Linked DNA regions of Pan troglodytes: region 1 is linked to region 2. A link is a contact called in public HiChIP or PLAC-seq data. All regions are on one chromosome and are shown on one strand. The core of a region is the stretch at or near the end of the contact, and the rest is flanking DNA. Distances in the headings are between cores, read along the strand shown. Region 1 holds the start of LOC129136722 (phosphatidylinositol 3,4,5-trisphosphate 3-phosphatase TPTE2-like). Region 2 holds the start of SLC25A15 (solute carrier family 25 member 15).

What was found. HiChIP or PLAC-seq counts read pairs in DNA pulled down with a chosen protein or histone mark.
Region 1: an H3K4me3 HiChIP or PLAC-seq map of stem cell-derived excitatory neurons shows a contact between it and region 2, with 4 times the contacts expected there. The contact joins the promoter of LOC129136722 here to the promoter of SLC25A15 in region 2. A contact is called at or near these places in 1 of 7 Hi-C or Micro-C datasets (stem cell-derived neural progenitor cells) and 1 of 1 datasets of contacts at active chromatin or transcription factors (stem cell-derived excitatory neurons).

The regions. Positions count from the first base shown.
Region 1 is chr14:40,016,263-40,018,962 of NHGRI_mPanTro3-v2.0_pri, reverse strand. It overlaps LOC129136722 (phosphatidylinositol 3,4,5-trisphosphate 3-phosphatase TPTE2-like), which reads left to right and starts at 1,282. Exons shown (of 7, transcript XR_010150653.1): 1 at 1,282-1,523.
Region 2 is chr14:39,885,767-39,888,574 of NHGRI_mPanTro3-v2.0_pri, reverse strand. SLC25A15 (solute carrier family 25 member 15) reads right to left here and starts at 1,451. Exons shown (of 7, transcript XM_054664899.2): 1 at 1,239-1,451.

The sequences.
Region 1 (2,700 bases), core at 33-2,532, 130 kb before region 2:
CCAAACAGATCTATAGATCCAATGCAAGCCCAGTACAAGTCCCAGCAGTTTTGTTTTTTTTTAAACTGACAAGCTAATTCCAAAATCACCTAGAAATACAATGGCCTTAGAATAAGCCAAAGCAATCTTGGGAGAATAAAGGACTTCAAGACTTATTATAAAGCTACGTTAATTAACACAGTTTGGTAGTGGTATAAAGTCAGATAAAGACCACTCCCTCCAGCTCCCCAATCTGACCCTACCCCTGGAACGCGCTGGCAGCTTTCCCCATGGGATGTGCATGGGTCAAAGGGCGCTGAGGGAGGACCTGACCGACTGGGTTGGGAAACAAAGCGGCCGAGATCACTTCAGGCCACCTTCCGCCCCTCAGTGCTTTCGTATAGAAAAGGTTTTCCTTCTTGATCTGGGAAGCCCACTAAGAAGAAAGCCTGGGCTGTGAAGTTATGAGGAAGGGAATGAATAGTACGCGGGCGCCGGGCGCGTCTCCCCGGGCACCAGAAGGCTTTTGGCTGCTGCTAGGTCAGAACGACTTCTAGCGAGTCCCAGCCCTTTTCCATTCCCAGCGCAATGATCGCGGGAATCCAGGCGCCATCCAGGCCCCTCTGTTCACTGAAAAGACCACGCAGCCGCCAGTGACATCACGGAGACGAAAGCCATGATAAAACCCAGGGAAAACGGAGCTCGAAGTAGCTTGTGTTATATATATATATATATATATATATATATATATATATATATATATATATGTATTTTTTTTTTTTTTTTTTTGAGACGGAGTCTTGCTCTGTCGCCCAGGCTGGAGTACAGTGGTGCGATCTCGGCTTACTGCAACCTCTGCCGCCCGGGTTCAAGGGATTCTCCTGCCTCATCCTCCCGAGTAGCTGGGATTACAGGCGCGTGCCACCACGCCCGGCTAGTTTTTATATTTTTAGTAGACGGGGTTTCAGCATCTTGGCCAGGCTGGTCTTGAATTCCTGACCTCGTGATCCACCCGTCTCGGCCTCCCAAAGTGCTGGGATTACAGGTGTGAGCCACCACGCTTGGCCTGTAGCTTGTGTTATTAACGGACAAGCAAATGCCCCTGCGCGTACACGTTCTTGAGGGATAACAGTATGTTACAAAAGTGCTTCTGAGCTACTACTCCTGGAGGCTCGGTCGGAGTGCCCGCGGACGTGGGCGCGGTGGAAAAGAGGGAGAACCTGTAGGCCCAGGCCTCCGTAAACATGGCTACGATGGGCGGGGACTGGGAGCGCAGGTCCCGGGCCGGGTTGCGGGCTGGGAGGACTCGGTCCTCCACTGTCCCAGCCGGCCACGCGCCCGCGTATCGCCTCCCGTCCCGCTAGCAGCACGCTGCGTGGCTGCTCGTTGGCTGCTTAAGACGGAAGCTCGGTTGATGTTTCTGCAGAAGTTTTCCCCCTTGGGCGGTGGCGGAGCTGCTGAGCGCGATAGTAGCAGCTCCGGCGGCAGCAACATTGACTACGAGGAATGGCGGCGGCTGCCGCAGGACCTGCAGCATCCCAGAGGTGCGTGTTTTTCCTTCCCTTTGCTATTTATTTTATACCCCTTTCCTTGGTTAGTGGGCCCTGCTGAAGTCGTTTTCCTGACAGGTTTTTCCAGAGCTTCTCAGATGCTCTAATCGACCAGGACCCCCAGGCGGCGTTAGAGGTGGGAGAGCCTTTTCTGCTTCCTCCACTCCCGGCTGACCCGCCTCCTTCCAGCACCGCCTGATTAGGACTCAGGCTCTAGTGATGCTGCGTCTCAGCCCCAGTATTGAGATTCTCCGTCTCCTTTCTCTCTCTCACGGTAGCCGCGTTACCTCAGACTCCTGTCTTGCCCTTTCCACTTCCAGACTCTTGCATTCCTGAAGCTTCTGAGAAAAACTTCCTCTATTTATTGGGAGCATGGTTGGCATCTGCAGTTGGGCTGAAAGGATTTTTTTTTTTTTAATGACTAGAAGAGAAAAGTGGACTCTGGGCTCGATGAAAATTAATTTTTTCTTTTGACAATCATTGTTGCCATTCTTATGTAAAAGTGTCGGTATGAAGTCAGTCTACTGGAACAAAAACCTTTTCCCTCACGTCCCGGAAACTTTCCAGATGTCTTGTCATAGTTCATTATTCACTCATTTGTTTATTTATCAAAAAATTTTTTAGGAGTTGCTGTATGCAAAGGCGCTCATTGCTATGGGTTAGTCTTAGTTATATACTTAGCTAACCTAGAGATCATTGCTTGTAGGTGTGCAGTGAAGACAAACTATAAAGCTGTAAAGGAATGTAAAAGAGCAAGAGTTAATAAGAGTTAAAGAAGAGCCTAAGCTAAAGATAAATGATGCTGTGGGTCACAGAATTTTAACAGGAGATCTTTTTTTGTTTTTTGTTTTGTATGTTTCTTTTTGCTTTAAAGCACAGAAAAAAAGGAAACCCTGTTTTGTTGTTATGATCTAACATAAGTAAGGTTAACAATTTGAGGCAAGACAGCGTCTTTTCTAGCTATGGCTTTTATAAGAAATGTGCCACAGGGTACTAGAGGCTCTGTTAAGGTGATATTTGAGCAGAGACCTGAAGGAACAAGAGAATTAGCTTGGAACCTCTGGGGAGAGAGCATTCCAGTCAGGACCAAGAGCCAGTGCAGAGATCCTGAAGTAGGAATGAAGTGGGCCAGGACCAAGAGCCAGTGCAGAGATCCTGAAGTAGGAATGAA
Region 2 (2,808 bases), core at 202-2,701:
GTGGCTCAAGCCTGTAATCCCAGCACTTTGGGAGGCCAAGGCGGGCGGATCACCTGAGGTCAGGAGTTCGAGACCAGCCTGACTAACATGGAGAAACCCCGTCTCTATTAAAAATACAAAATTAGCCTGGCGTGGTGGGCCATGCCTGTAATCCCAGCTACTCGGGAGGCTGAGGGAGGAGAATAGCTTGAACCCAGGAGACGGAGGTTGCGGTGAGCCGAGATCGCCCCATTGCACTCCAGCCTGGGCAACAAGAGCGAAACTCCGTCTCAAAAAAATAAACAAATAAATTCTACAAATAGCCACTAGAATTATTAGGATAGAAAACGATGATGGGTACTAACAGATTCACTCAGAAGGAGTGGGCAACTAATTCACATTATGTGTAGCTCTGGCTTGGAGAAGACACAGGGCTTGGAGGAGGCATGACTGTTCAGCATGAATTAAAATTGATTTATGAGCTTGCTGTAGCACTTGGAATAGAAAAAAGAATCTTTTCAGCGCCTTTGACCCCTCTCTCAAATTACACCAGGGTGCAACTGAGGAACAACAGTGCCGACCACCCACTTTTCTCGACCCTTGGGGAAAATAACTTTTTTTTGGAAGGGAGAGTCAGTAGATGAGGCTGCATTTTCCACCAGGGAACACGAACTGCTGCGGGAAGATCCCAGCTTCTGGCTAAAGCTGGGGCGGTAGGAGCCGCAGGCCAGCTCGCCATCCAGTCCCCAGAGCCCGGGCTTTAGGTAAAGCGTGGAGATGCAAATCAGTTTCGCCGCCAAGGACCGGCCAGGCGCGTCTCCTCCCGGGCCTCGCAAGGAACAGGTCAGGGAGACGACTTCCAACTTTCTTTGCCGGACCCTAAACGTTCGCCGCCCCTGCCCAGCCGCCCACTCCTGGGCAGCCAGCAAGTCTCCATTCACAAGCGGCTCCATGCTGCCCAGCACTGGCGCCCCTGAGGCGCGGAGCCCCGCAGCCAAATGACACGACTTGGGGGCAAACAAGGACAAAAGTTCCCACCAGGTGGGCACTGCGGGAAGGAGGCCGACGACCCCGAGATTCTCCGAGTCCCGCGGCACGTGCGCTGCGACGCTGGCCGCTTCCCCCGCCGCTCGGGAAGGTCACGCCGCCCGGACACCGGGGCCCGCCCGGACACCGGGGCCCGCCCCGCGCCCCGCGCCCCGCTCCCTCCGCCTGGCGCGCTCCCCGCAGCTGCAGGCGCCAGACCGGGCTGCGCTCACCGCCGCGCCGGCGTGGCCGCGTCCAGCTCAGGCTCCGCCGCCCGCTCTCGGCTCCGGGTCGCCGGCTGGGGCGGCCACTTAACACCCACGTCGGCAACGGCCGGCCCTCCGCCCCGCCCTTCGCGCAGGCATCCCGGACTGCGGCCCCGCGAAGCTCAGGAGCGCCCCTGCGGCTGGGGGGCGGGCTGCGCAGGGCCGCGCCCGGGCGAGACCGGGAGCCGCCACCGCCCACCGGCCCTGCCACCGCCCCCAGCACGGGAAGCGGAAGTGGGCGTGGGGCCGCGGCGCGCACAGCCAGCCCGCGACCCGGCGTGGTGCTGCCGCCGACCCTGGTGAAGGTGGAGAGCGGGGCCTGCGCCTCCGGAGACTTTCCCACCTGTGGGATCCCCGAGACCCTCTCTGAGGCCGGACCCTTGTTAGCCCGCTGGGCTGGGACTGGGGGCTGGGGGCTGGTAACGTCAGTGGTTGGGAGGACTTACTTTTTAGCTACTTTGACCTTGTTGGGAGGCTAAGGCCTTATTTATAAGTTATATTTGAGTACAAAATTATACTTGGGATCCAAGGCCCTAATAGGAAATGCAACTAAGTATGAAAATACAGGAATTAGCCGGGCATGGTGGCTCACGCCTGTAATCCCAGCACTGTGGGAGGCCGAGGTAGGCGGATCACCTGAGGTCAGGAGTTCAAGACCAGCCTGGCCAACATGGTGAAACCCCGTCTACTAAAATTACAAAAATTTCTCCAGCGTGGTGGTGCGTGTCTGTAACCCCAGCTACTAGGGAGGCTGAGGCAGGAGAATCGCTTGAATCTGGGAGGTGAAGGTTGCAGTGAGCCAAGATTGCATCACTACACTCCAGCCTGGGCTACACAGCGAGACTCTGTTTCATAAAAACAAACAAACGACGACAAAAAAAAAAAGGTGTGGTGACACATGCCTCTATTCTCAGCTATTTGGGAGGCCAAGGCGGGAGGATCGCTTGAGGCCAGGAATTGGAGGCCGCAGTGAGCTATGATGGCACTGTTGCACTCCAGCCTGGATGACAGAGACCTCATCTCTCTCTCTCTCTCTCACACACACACACACACACACACACACACACCCCCTCCACACAGTGTAATTTTATTTTACAACTTTAAGTCTTGTTTAGATGTGCTGTTGGATTATTATTTTTTTCTTTTTTTTTCTTTTTTTTTTTTGAGACAGAGTCTCACTCTGTCACCCGAGCTGGAGTGCAATGGTGCAATCTCAGCTCACTGCAACCTCCCCCTCCCAGGTTCAAGCGATTCTCCTGCCTTAGCTTCCCAAGTAGCTGGGATTACAGGCATGCGCCACCACACCCAGCTAATTTTGTATTTTTTAGTAGAGACAGGGTTTCACCACCTTGGCCGGGCTGGTCTCGAACTCCTGACCTCAGGTGATCTGCCTGCCTCGGCCTCTCAAAGTGCTGGGATTACACGTGTGAGCCACCACGTCTGGATGTGCTATTGGATAATTACCTACGTTATTTAAGTGATTTAATTGGTGTTAGTGCTTAACATGAATGCACACTTGAGTAGACCTCCCAGGCTG